2 separate regions of the Muntiacus reevesi genome follow, and region 1 is linked to region 2. Evidence: chromatin contacts called from public Hi-C data. All regions are on one chromosome and are shown on one strand. Each heading gives the region's core, a stretch centred on a gene start, on an enhancer-like site or on the middle of the called end of the contact. The rest is flanking DNA. Distances are from core to core; before and after follow the strand shown. Region 1 holds the start of MTMR9 (myotubularin related protein 9). Region 2 holds the start of NEIL2 (nei like DNA glycosylase 2).

Evidence for each region. A called contact is a pair of places that touch in the nucleus more often than the background predicts.
Region 1: a contact with region 2 is called in a Hi-C map of muscle, with 6 times the contacts expected there. The contact joins the promoter of MTMR9 here to the promoter of NEIL2 in region 2. A contact is called at or near these places in 2 of 3 Hi-C or Micro-C datasets (blood and muscle).

Annotation. Positions count from the first base shown.
Region 1 is chr17:7,532,863-7,540,047 of mMunRee1.1, forward strand. It overlaps MTMR9 (myotubularin related protein 9), which reads right to left and starts at 5,378. Exons shown (of 10, transcript XM_065907812.1): 1 at 4,798-5,378. The coding sequence starts at 4,979.
Region 2 is chr17:7,124,010-7,130,716 of mMunRee1.1, forward strand. It overlaps NEIL2 (nei like DNA glycosylase 2), which reads right to left and starts at 2,677. Exons shown (of 5, transcript XM_065907975.1): 1 at 2,557-2,677; 2 at 207-346. The coding sequence starts at 344.

The DNA of each region.
Region 1 (7,185 bases), core at 4,128-6,627, 410 kb after region 2:
GCTGGAGAGGGTGTGGAGAAAAGGGAACCCTGTTACACTGTTGGTGGGAATGCAAACTAGTACAACCACTATGAAGAACAGTGTGGAGATTTCTTAAAAAACTGGAAATAGAACTGCCATATGACCCAGCAATCCCACTTCTGGGCATACACACTGAGGAAACCAGATCTGAAAGAGACACATGCACCCTAGTGTTCATCGCAGCACTGTTTATAGTAGCCAGGACATGGAAGCAACCTAGATGTCCATCAGCAGACGAATGGATAAGGAAGCTGTGGTACATATACACTATGGAATATTACTCAGCCATTAAAAAGAATTCATTTGAATCAATTCTAATGAGATGGATGAAACTGGAGCCCATTATACAGAGTGAAATAAGCCAGAAAGATAAAAACCTATACAGTATACTAATGCATATATATGGAATTTAGAAAGATGGTTAACGATGACCCTATATGTAAAACAGAAAAATAGACATAGATGTACAGAACAGACTTTTAGACTCTGTGGGAGAAGGCTAGGGTGGGATATTTCGAGAGAACAGCATCGAAACATGTATACTATCAAGGGTTAAACAGATCACCAGCCTAGGTTGGATGCATGAGACAAGTGCTCGGGCCTGGTGCACTGGGAAGACCCAGAGGGATCGGGTGGAGAGGGAGGTGGGAGGGGGGATCGGGATGGGGAACACATGTAAATCCATGGCTGATTCATGTCAATGTATGGCAAAAACCACTACAATATTGTAAAGTAATTAGCCTCCAACTAATACAAATAAATGGAAAAAAAAGAAAAAAAAAGAATCATGCTGGGAGGGCAAAGTGGAACAGGCATTTTGGAGAGCTATCTGGCATTCTCTGCGTTCTGGCTGAGCCCACCCTAGGCACAGTCTCAGAGAAACTCGGCTGAAGACGCTAAAGGGACCTGAGTGAGGACGTTTACCAGAGCTGTTAGATTGTAGGGAGCTGGAGATCATCCAGAGGGTGAGATAAGTAAAGCAGTGTAGGCACTCTGGATGGCGGGCTACGTCCACAGGGTCACAAACAGTCAGACACAACTGAGCGCCTAAGCCCAGCGCAGCCCAGGCACTTTGGAACTTAACGCTGCAGTCAGAAGCAGTGAGACAGATGTACACCCAGCAATATGAAGAGAGCCTGGAAAAAGAGCGCTGAGTTAGAATGCTGAGAAACAGAACAAGCTCCACGACATAATCCTGCTTCGGTAAATTAAACTCACACACGCACATGTGTGCACACCTACACCAACAGTGCTCTATAGTTGACAGTGATGTACATACATCTGAGGACAAGTTGTAACACTTGACATAGGTGCCTGTAGTGCTCGAGGACAAAGTGGAAAGAGAAAATTAGGGCTGAAGAACACTAAAAAAAAAAAACAAAAAAGACTTTGTAATGAACCAATCATGAAAATGATGAGTCATCAACCAAGTAGGAGTAACTCAACTTTCTACCATAAAAATAAAAAATAAGTATAATTGTAAAACTTGTGTACAACCTCGTCTGCGGAAGGGATTAAATAAAATTCTGTGTGCACTGTACACAGACATATTCAAGCATGTCAAAGATTCAAATGTAAGCTAATACTGGATATGAGAGGGCCTGTCTTCCTCACGTGGAAGCACTGAGGTTCGGGGAGGTTCAGCAGTTCGCCCAAGGACACCTAACTAATGAGAGGCAGGATGAAGGGGTCAGTTTCACTCCTGCTCTTCCTCACAGCCCATTCACAAATTCACAGCAGCTAAACCTTCGAAATACACCCAGGACTTCCCTGCTGGTTCAGTGGTTAAGAAGCGGCCTTCCACTGCAGGGGCCACGGTTTCCATACCTGGTCTGGGAAGATTCCAAGCGCCCCAGAGCAACGAAGCTTAAGCACTGCAACTACTGAAGCCCGTGTGCCCCAGAGTCCATGCTCCGCAACAGGAGACGCCATGGGGAAGCCAGGGCACCGCAACCAAGAGTAGCCCAGGGGCAACACTGAAGACCCAGTACAGCCAAAAATTAATACATTCATTCAAGTGCCCCTCAAAGCTGACCACTGTTGATTACACTACTTCTGCGTCCACTCCTAAGTCACTGTCATCTTCTCCCTGAACTACCCAACAGTCCACCTGGGTCTTCTGCTAACACTCTTGCCCTTCTACCACCCATTTTCTGCCAATGACCAGAAACATCTTCAAGAAGTCTATCAACTGCTACACTTTCATGCTTTCAGCTCTCCAAGGCCTCCCATGAAAACCATCACAGTGGCGTCCCAGGCCCTCCATGACCTGGCCACTGCTGACCCTTCCAACCAGTTTCCGTGGCCCCCCGGTGCCCCTAGCCCCTAACCCGCGCTCACGGCCCTCCTGCCACACTGGCCTTTGTTCTTTTTCCCACTCGCCAGGCAGGCTCCTGTCTCAAGTCTCTGCATTCGCATTCCCTTCCGCTGGAGCTTGGCTGCAGTGCTCCTTCCTCCGATATTCAGGGCAGGCTTCCTCCCTTCATTAATTCAAAAGTCACTTGTCCTCTCAAACATTCCTTCTAAACACACTGCCTCCAGGCATTCTCCACCCTCACATCTCCCTTTTTGTCCTTCCTGGCACTTATTAGCTGATACTGTTATGTATTTATTTGTTGATTTATTTGAATGTCCATCTCCTCCCCAGTATACAAGCGCCTCATCTGTCTCAGCCCCACTGCATGTCCACAGCCCAGGCAGTGCTCACCATACAGAAGACACAAGGAAGTAACTCTTTTCTGAAAGCAACAACTTAACAAACTCAGATTTCACCACCTAGCTCAGGCTGGTTCCATTACATCATGCTGCTTCCCAGGTAAAAGCGTGTACAATCTGTCAATTTTCTACTAACAGATTAAAAGGTCCTATCTTAAACATGCATTTAAGCCCAACCAGGCCCAGCATGTGCTAAATATTAGGTAAACACGAAATGACAAACAGAAAACAAACCACAGAAAGAGATAAAAAAGAAAGAAAAGAGCTGATGGCATGGAGAAATGCTAATTTGTATTCTGTGTCACCACTTTCCACTCAGTGGTTAAGTCTTTTATTTCCTAAGGGCCTATCTGCCCAAGTCACAGATAGGAGCTTTGAATGAGATAAGAATTAACCAAATTCCTGCCCTGGCTTCAAGGAGCTAACACATACGTAACTATCAAAACACAAATTTTAACAAATATTTATGAAAGACATATAAAGAGCTATAGGATTTCAAGGGGAGGGGAATTACTTCTAGTTGTGTGAAAGGGGTGGCAGATTGAAATGGTTAAACTGACTATTGATAAGATGAGTAATGGCTGGATGATAGCCTATAAACCTCCTGCAAGGCAAGAGCTATATTTTATTCATCGTACTGTCTTTAATGTTTCACAAAATGTTGGAAACATAAGGCATTCAATGAATGTTTGACAAATTTGGGAGGAGCAAGCATTCCTGGCAGAAGGAAGAGCGTCAGTAAAATACAGACGTAAGAGAATGCAGGACATGGATGAACTGCCATGAAAAGTGAGGACTGACTGGGAAAAACGGTTCAGGAAAGAGAATGGCAAGAACTGAACAGGGAAAAGTAGATTTGGGTCAGAACAAGGATTGCCACACACGACAGACTAAGGGGTCTTCCCTGGTGGCTCAGCTATAAAGAATCTGTCTACAATGCAGGAGATGAAGGCTCCATCCCCGGGTCTTGAAGATCCCAGGAGAAGGAAATGGCAATCCACTCCAGTATTCTTGCCTGAAAAATCTCATGGACAGAGGAGCCTAGTGGGCTACAGTCCATGGGGTTTAAAGAGTCGGACTTGATTGAGTGACTAAACCACCACCACCACCAAGGCAAAAAGGGAACACGGAAAACTTTTACATAGTAGAGGCTGATCTCAGGAGTCAAACAGGAGTCTGCTGCTTGAAAATAAATCTATCATCACTTCACTCATACTGTTTAACTTTCCTAGTAGAAATAATTTTCTTTTAAGGCATAACCACTTTGGGAATCTTCTTCACCTCCAAATTCTCCTGAGAGGTAACCAAAAAAACTATTGTCATTTATTTACACTTTAGTGTAAGCTGGATGACCAACTTACCTTCTGGCTAAAGTACACAAAACCATTGGGGAAATGGTAATTTTGACTACAGATGAACTATAACTTTTAGCCTCTTGAGACACTACCCTGGAAAGAAAGCCTGGGGTGCAAAAAAAAAAGAAAAAAAAAAGTCAATTAGTTAATACCTTTGTTTATGAGCCTATTCTGTTCTTTGCAAAAGCACAGGAGAGTAAAGAAAATAAAACACACACTAATCTTCCAAAATGGGAAGTCTTAAATTGATGATCCAGAAGGTAAGAAACAAGTTAAATATGATAAACTGAACATTTCGGAGAGGAGGGGAGAAGGGTTTGTGGAATTTAGACACTAAGTTGCAAGACTTTGTAATCACATTCACTCACAATTTTATGAACTAAGATGGAAAATTAACATTCAAGGAATATGACGGTGCAAGAAAAAGAAATTTAAAATGAAAACGTTAGAAATCCATCCAAACAGTGTTATGTACCAAAAATGATAATCAGTAACAACCACACGGTAACCCAGACTGAATGGAAACCCGGTATCTCAACTGGATGGTTTCAGCTTTCTAAAACGCAAATCCTCAGTCTAGGCCACAGCGAGGGTCGTTCCGCTGACTGGCTGGGCGAGGGGACACAAGGAAAACGCTAGGACGGGTTTCCGCAAACGAGCATCCGAGTTGCGCGCACAGCAGGGGATGGATGGGACCAGCACTCACCGCTTGTCGATGGCGTCGATGTTTGAATGGAGAAGCCACAGCTCCTCTGTGTTGTCCTGCCGGGAGGAGAGGATCAGGTGGTGGCCAGTCAGACACAGGGTCCCCTCGACGGCCGGATAGAAAGGTCGGTGCAGCACGACATTATCCACCCGAGGGGTCTTGATCAGCTCGGCAAACTCCATGTTCTCCAGCGGCCGGAGCCAGGGGACTGCAGAGTCCCGGAGGTGCAAAACGGTCCCACCGCTCCCGGGCTGCGCTGGCCCCGCGCCCAGCAGGCAGCAGGGGCGGGACCGGGCTGCGAGGCCGCGCCCCGCCCCAGGCTGCGGTGGGCGCGGCGAGGCCTCTGGCCACTGTCACTGGCCCGGGGAAGGCCCGGGCTGGGCCAGGCTGGGCACCTCTCCCGCACCTCTATGTAACCTCAGGCCCAGGACTTGGGCAAAAAGAACGCTCTGTGACAGGCCCAGACGCTGCCGCCTCCACCTTGAGATCTGGCTTTGGGTAGCCAGGCTGAGAGAAGGAGGAGGCCGCCCCAGGGCCACTTTCCAAGTCCAAGACGCTAAGGACTCCTGGCGGAAGTAGCTACTCACAGCGGGAACTTAAAGCAACTCCGGGCGGAAGCGATGGACTGAAAACAGGAAAGACGGGACAGTCCGACCCAGAAATCAGTCCCCGCCTGGGTGCGAAGAGAATGTCTCCGGAAGCACAGCAGGAGTCGAAGATTTGTGTTCCTACCAGAAAAAGCTCTGCCTTCATGCCCCCTGCTGCGCCCGCTACTCCTACAAATATTCCGTATGAGAAAATACAGGAGAAAAAGGAACGACGAGAGCAGGTCCCTGACCTGCCTGCCTCCACTTGAGCAGTAATCCCTATTCAGCGAGTGGGGTTGCAGTAAATTTTGGCGATTTTCATCCTTTCGCCGTGAAGAGGTAACATTTGGGATTGAGGAGGTGACTGTGAGCACAAAGAAGGGACCAGATGTAAGGGAGGAGCCGGCTGGACACGCACAGTCACACAGGGCCAGCGCAAACGCGCTGGGACCTTGACCAAGAAAGGGGAAAAGCATACAAACGCCTATGAGAAAACATAGATAGAAATATACACATGCTCAGAAAAGGGAGTAATTAATCCTCAGTTCAATTCACTTCAGTCACTCAGTCGTGTCCGACTCTTTGCGACCCCATGGACTGCAGCAGGCCAGGCCTCCCTCTCCATCACCAACTCCCGGAGTTTACTCAAACTCATGTCCATTGAGTCGGTGATGCCATCCAGCCATCTCATCCTCTGTCGTCCCCTTCTCCTCCCGCCTTCAATCTTTCCCAGCATCAGGGTCTTTTCAGATGAGTCAGCTCTTGGCATCAGTTGGCCAAAGTATTGGAGTTTCAGCTTCAGCATCAGTCCTTCCAATGAACACTCAGGACTGATCTTTACTTGGATCTCCTTTGGTTGGATCTCCTTGCAGTTCAAGGGACTCTCAAAGAGTCTTCTCCAACACCACAGTTCAAAAGCATCAATTCTTCGGCGCTCAGCTTTCTTATAGTCCAACTCTCACATCCATACATGACTACTAGAAAAACCATGGCCTTTGTTGACAAAGTAATGTCTCTGCTTTTCAATATGCTCTCTAGGTTGGTCATAACTTTCCTTCCTTCCAAGAAGCAAGTGTGTTTTAATTTCATGGCTGCAGTTACCATCTGCAGTGATTTTTGAGCTTCCCAAAATAAAGTCTGTCACTGTTTCCACTGTTTCTCCATCTATTTGCCATGAAGTGATGGGGCTGGATGCCATGCTCTTAGTTTTCTGAATGTTGAGCTTTAACCCAACTTTTTCACTCTCCTCTTCCACTTTCATCAAGAGGCTCTTTAGTTCTTCTTCACTCTCTGCCATAAGGGTGGTGTCACCTGCATATCTGAGGTTATTGATATTTCTCCCAGCAATCTTGATTCCAGTTTATGCTTCATCCAGCCCAATGTTTCTCAAGGTGTACTCTGCATAGAAGTTAAGTAAGCAGGGTGACAATATACAGCCTTGGCGTACTCCTTTCCCAATTTGGAACCAGTCTGTTGTTCCATGTCCAGTTCTAACTGTTGCTTCCTGACCTGCATACAGATTTCTCATGAGGCAGGTCAGGTGGTCTGGTATCCCCATCTCTTGAAGAACTTTCCATAGTTTATTATGATCCACACAGTCAAAGCCTTTGGCATAGTCAATAAAGCAGAAATAGATGTTTTTCTTCAACTCTTTTGCCTTTTTGATGATCTGGTGGATGCTGGCAGTTTGATCTCTGGATCCTCTGCCTTTTCTAAAACCAGTTTGAACATCTGGAAGTTCAGAGTTCACATACTGTTGAAGCCTGGCTTGGAGAATTTTGAGCATTACTTTACTAGTGTG
Region 2 (6,707 bases), core at 1,427-3,926:
TCCATGGGCCACTAGGCCACTGACCTGAGGCTAAGAAACGTCAGAGGAGGAGTTGCATGGATTCTCAGCGTGGCTACCCTCAGGGACAAGGGGCTAACAGCAGAGAAAGTCTTGAGAGAAACCGAGGGGAGGGGCAGGCTGTGTTGATGCAGCTGGCCCACTGGGGTGAGGTGTGGAACAAACCTGCTGGAAGTCGGTGAACTCACCTGGGTGTCCTGCAGCCAGAGGGACTGGAAGCTCGTGGGGTTTAGCTTCTTGCTGCTGCCTCCTGTCTTGACCACCTGCTGCCCCACAAAGGGGGAGACCAGGTGGTGAAACTTCCTCACGGACGGCCCCTCTGGCATCCCTGCAGGCAGAAACGGGGAAAGAGGCTGCTGACTTAGCTGGTTTCTCCAGCATTTCTGGTGGGTTCCAAGCTTTCAAGTAGCCACTGTTTTTGCCATCAACTTTAAGACAGCATACACAGCCAAAAAGGGAATGTGGTTGGGGAGGGAGGTGATCAGTTCAAAGAGAAACCCCAGGAATTCCCTGGTGGTGCAGTGGATAAGAATCCCCCTGCCAATGCAGGGGACATGGGTTCGATCCCTGGTCTGGGAGGATCCCATATGCCACGAAGCAACTAATCTCGTGAATCACAACTACTGAGCCCGAGTGTTGCAACTACTAATGTATGAGTGCCTAGAGCCTATGCTCTGTAGCAAGAGAAGCCCCGGCTCACTGCAAACAGAGAAAGCCCATGCAGAGCAAGGATCCAGCACAGTCAAAAATAATAATAAAAATAAATAAAATGTCCCTCAAATTTTTTAAAAAAAGAAAGTCCAGCTGCAGCAGGGTGTAAGTCAGTTTCCCAAGGATGGTTGCCTCATCCAGACCCTCACCTTTCCCCAAGCAGCACCAACAACATGCCAGGCACCACACCACAAGCGCCCTCCGTTGTGACCCTGCAGCCTGAACAGGAGCCAGCCCTGTTAACTTTTTTCCTGGACTGCAGCCCTAACTCATCTCCATGCTTTCTCTGTCGTCCTCTGTCTGCCTTCACAAATCATCCCAGCCCACTGCTGGTACTTATCTCCCCTCTTTCAGTGGAGAGATGATTGGGAGAGAGAAAGCTGGAAGGGACACAGATGCCGATTTAGCCTGCCAGGACCATCCTGTTAGCAGGAGCATTCTGTAAGCAACAACCACGCAGAACTCAGGACCATGACAAGTCACAGGGTCATGCAGGTCAGATCAGGGAGAGGCCACATCCAGCTTAACTAGAGAAAATTACTCCTGATAACTGAGAAACTGCTAGGGTTTCATTTTAACCCTGATGTAGGTCACCTGGGACCCCCATCTCTTCCTGCCCCAAATCATCGCAGTCCACTGGGGTCCTGTGTGGGGGTAATTCACATGTTTGAGTCTTAAGTTCTCAGCACCCCAGCTTCTAAGACACTGAAGGCATTCACCCCCACGCTTATACTTCTCATCCACCGATTTCCTCAACTGCAGAAGCCTGCAAATGATGACGAAAACCCAAGGAACTAAGCAGCTTCCTGGCATGGTAGCTACTTCCTGGTAGCTACTGCATTTCAGTAATCCTGAAAAGAATTTAAAAATCTCAGAAATGGAGGTGTCTCTTACAATCCATGTTTTCTCACTGTTTAATTAGCACCACATTCCATAACAATAATTAATATGTATTTTTACTTTGATGGTGCTTTAGACTCACTAAAATGTAGTGTGGTTGCCCCTAATCAGACCTTCAAGACACTCGACAGAGTATCCTGACAAAACTGCGCGACTGCAGGGAGACCGGCCGCCGCAGTTAGGTCGACCTGAACTTCTGCCAGCTCTGCGCCCTGGTCCTCTCCCACAGAGGAAGCTTCTGGAAAAGCTTCCGTCTGAAATGCACCTGATCCTTAAGATCTTTCGACACAAGGGCATGTGTTTTTTAGGTTTACTTATGGAGATGGAAAGCTGGGCCGCGAGCTGCCTCAGTTACAGCCTTAGAAGCCAAAGGGACGCCGGTTCCAAGGGGACACCCCGCCCAACCTCGAGCCCCTCCCCCGAACGGCGAACCGCGCGACGCCGGTTAAGGGGCTGGCTAGCGGACCACAAAGGAGGAGAGGAGGGGGCGTCGCCGGCGTCCCCTTTCCTCTGCAGACCGACCCCCCCCATTCCCCACCCCTCCCCCACTCCCCAGAAGTCTAAAATGGCTGCTTTCCCCAACGCCTCCTCCGCGTGATGTGCGGGAGAGGCGGAGGGTGCAGAGAGGGGGCAGACGGTCACTGCAGGAGCCTGGGGGGTTGGGCGGGGCGGTAGGCGGTGGGTTAAAAAGTGGCAAACAGCCGAAAAGAAAGAAAAATTGGACCCGGGTACGGGTTTTCATGAGGGATGCTTCTAAAATGTTCGGTAACGAAGTGTTCACGCGGCTCACAGGTGAAGAGGGTAAAGCTGGGAAAGCCCTGCATTTCCAACTGGGCGTGGGGGGGCGCTACCGCCGAGGACGCGACTTCCAGCCCTCACCCGCTCAGGGCGTGCGACGCCGCTGGTGGGGCTCGCGGCTGGACTCACCGGCTCTGGGCCCGTAGAACCCGGGACCCCAAAGGCCCGCACGCAACCTCGGGGAGAGGCAGATGCGAGGTGGGCGACGCGGACGCGAAGGGCGAGGCTCCAACCTCGGGGGTGGGGGTCGTTCGGGGCTCCGCCCCCTGGTGAGCGTAGGAGGCGGGGCGGGGAACTAGGACGCGTAGGGCGAGGCTCCGCCCTCGGGGGGTGGGGTCGCTCGGGGCTCCGCCCCCTGGTGAGCGTAGGAGGCGGGGCTCGTGCCCCGGGCTGTAGGGGTTCCGGGCTCCTCGGTCCAAACAGGTGCAATGAAAGAGCTGGGGGTCCTGAACCACGTCGAGGAGGTTTCATGTGTCTCCAGGGGCACCTGGGGAACTTGGAGGGCGGAGAGTGAGGCTCCGGGCGGGGGTATCTTCCAGTTGTCCCCTTCTTTGGACTTGTGACTGTCGATAGTGAGCCATATTCCCCAGTGGACCTTCTCTCATCGTGTCTCAACTGGAGAATTTGGAACCAAGGATTCTCCCCAGCTTCTGAAGAGAAGTTGAAAGACTTCATCTTGGAGTGGGACCTAGACCCAGGTTGTGCGGGGTTTCCAGCTCCTAGGTTTCCACTCTTTGGGAGTGGCGGGGGTGGGCTATAATAAATGTTCAGATTCTGGAGTCAGATTTGAATCCTGGTTCTGCCTGTACTAGTTCTGTACTAAGCAAGCTATTTAAAATCCTTGGGCTGAGGAATTCCAAGGCTGGCTGTCCAGTGGTTAGGACTTCATCTCCCAACTTATGGGGTGCAGGTTCAATCCCTGCTCAGGGAGCTAAGATCCCACATGCCTCGCGGCCAGAAAGCCGTAACAAAACAGAAACAATATATTGTAACACATTCAATTAAGAGTTTTTAAATGGTTCATATTAGGAAAAAAAAAAAAAAAAACCTAAGAGAGTTCATGTCTATCTTCTTCGTGTGTAGAGTGCTTTGAGGATTTCGGAAAACTTGAATAAGTATGTACAGCTGCTAAAGTGTCTGACGTGCAGGAGTGCTCAATAAGTGGCAGGAACTTTTTAAAGTCGAATTTCTCGGCTGGCCTCAGATGGAATGTTTGAAAATCAGGCTGTTGCACAGAGGAGAGAGAACGCTGGCGCCCCCTCCATGGTGAGTGTGTTAACTGCAGTGGTCGTATCTGACAACCTTTATGCCTAGTGCAGACTTCGTTGGTGGTTCAGATGGTAAAGCATCTGCCTACAATGTGGAAGACGCGAGTTCGATCCCTGGGAGTAGTGAGTAGGTGCTGAGGAAGCACCCCTCTTCATGCCGGCTCTGTGACCTTGGGTGAGTTTTTTTTTTATGATGAGTTTTTTATGGGTGAGTCTTTTATGATGGTGGGACAAAAGGGTTTGCACCAAATGATCCCTGAGATCCCCTCATGATCTGTAAGTGCATCAGGCATGGTCTCCCAATCCAGGTATCCTGTTTCTAGATGGGTTGTTTCCCTTCCATTTGACTCTCCCTAACCAGCTACTGGGAGGAAACCTTAGCTATACTACCCTAATCTTTAGTAGCTTGTCTCTTGTAACTCCCCTGTACTCCCACAGACCCCAGACTCAAATCCTCCTGTAAGGAAGGGGCTACCAGGAATTCCTCACACTTATCCTTGTGTGATCTGGTAGTACTTGTCAGCAGAGATGAGCAGTTATGCTTTTTGTTCTTTAAAAATTGAAGTGTAATTTATATGTGGTTATGTTTTTGAGCTAAAGTGAGGAGAAGCCCAATAACTGTGCAGGCAAAATAATTTCAAAACATGGGCACTATTGTAGGGGTACGGTGGAATGGGGAAGCTAGCTGTGGTCAGGCTGGAAGCCACATTAAGGAATTCTGCAACGATGTCATTGTGGGGGGCTGGACCAGAAGACTTCCTGAAAGTGTTTCCAGGCCACATCCCAACAGCGAAGTCTGGGGATTGTGTGAATAACGAAGAGACAACTTTACCTTCTAAAGCACGTTAGCTGGCATCACTCATTGCTTTGTTCGGCAGAGAACAGCAATCCTATTTAGGATTCTGTTATTTCAATCTTACCATTTTTGTCCCACATCCCAGCCCCAAAGTCTTAGATAATCAAGAACCCTAGAAGTAATGAAATTTTCATTTTTAAAAAAAATTTTCATGAGTTGTAAAGCAAAAGGACAGAGGGACAAAAAATCTAAATGTTTCACATCTCTAATTACAACCCATTTCATTGGACTAAATCTTTTTTTGGGGGGGGTGTACTAAATCTATCTTAAAAGAGAAGCAGCACAAGAGACTACAATATCTTTGTTGTAAGAGGGGTCTGTGTGTATTGTTCACTGGTATCATTTACTAGTATTGAACTTCATCTGGATGAACTCCTTGCTGTCAGAGATCCAGTGATTTGGAAACTGAAACCACCCAGTGATTTGAACTTCAGGTGCATCTGGTTAATAACCTCTGTGGTCATGTTTATTTCTCAGGTGAAGCAGGGCCACCACAGCTGCAGGACAGAGGGCAGTCACCGCACAGCGGGGCGGGGATACACTGTGAGTGTGCTGGGGGGGCGATGATGGTTCTCATTTATCAGCTTCACTGGAGATGCTCCCTCTTTGGGTCCTTCTGAAGACCTCCTGACACCACAGGAGGCCTAAGTCAGGGCCTAAGAGCACCAGCAGGCACCTTACAGGATTTTCCTGTTCCCACTGTTCCTGTGAACCCCAGAGCACAGCTGTGTGCGGTTGCCCCTCTCTCTGTACAACTAAACCCACAATTTCCCAGGCTTCAGCCAGTGATCCAGCCATGCCCAGACCCAAAGAAAACTGGACTTTGAGAACCTAGGTCTGCTGTAGTGCCATCTTTGCTTGGATTATTTAGCTCTCCTTGTCACTGATGTCTTTTTGCAAATTGGACTGCCGCAGCTATTGGAGGGGAGATGATAATCGCACAGGAACCAGGCTGGCACAGAGCAGCTGTGCCCCCAGGAGGCCACAGAACAGGGGTGCAGTCACTGAACAGAAAGGAACAGTGTCCAGGGCCCAGAGTCCCCAGGGGCACGGATTCCACTTCCCAGGCTACACATGGAAGCTCTGAGCCTTGTCCTTGGTTCTGGCAAGATACCTATCTGTGTTGTTAAGGATGGAGGCCTGTTTGTGTTCCAGCTTCAAGCAAGGCAAGGATGTAATCTGAAGAGTTGTCTCCAGTGTCAGAAAATGATTTAAAACTGAAAACCAGTCACCTCCACTCCGACAGCAGCTTGCCAAATGACCACATTTCTCGTGCACTACTGTGCACATCAGTAAGTTCTGGGGGGCCTGGAAGAGGGGGACATCAAATAACCCCCAGCCCTGGTCTAGTTGGTGCATGTTCAGTTAATATAAATTTATGTTCACTACTGTCACCCCAAGCCAAACATCTGGGGTGAAGCACATAATCATGGCTAAATCTGCTACTACTTACCCTCTAAAGGTATCGAAAAGTCAGATATTAAGGACTGATGCCCCTGAATGTTAAAATGATTTGATCTGCGCTTCAAAATTCTTGTCATAGTGAGTGGTGAGCCTGAAAGGGACCATGAGGGATGTCTCAGCCTGAACAAACACCCCCTGGAGACTGCACTCACCATATTAGGGCAGGCACTTATTCTAAGGACGCCATTGTTGTGAGTTCACTTCCCACCCCCACCTCCCCATCCTTCCTCTAGCCACTTACCAACCATCTGGGAATTGCATCCTTTCAAATATCCTGATTGGTAGCAACTTGACCTCTTGACCTCCTGGGGCATCCCTGGTGGTTTAGATGGTAAAAGAATCTGCCTGCAATGCAGGAGACCCAGGTTGGTAAGATCCCCTGGAGAAGGGAATGGCAACCCACTCTGGTATTCTTGCCTGGAGAACTCTATGGACAGAGGAGCCTGGCAGGCTACAGACATTGGGGTCACAAAGAGTCGAACACGACTGAGCGACTAACATTATTATTGACCTGTTCTGAGGATACATTTGATTTGAAAAATCAACCCAGTCTGGTGAGCTAGGAGGCTGAATAAAGCTGGATTTTACCATCTGGGGTGAAGCACAAGTTATGACCATATAAGGAATGAGGTCAATCTTCTGGTACTCTGTGTGTAGGTATATATATATCCATCCTCTGAAAGCCATTCCTA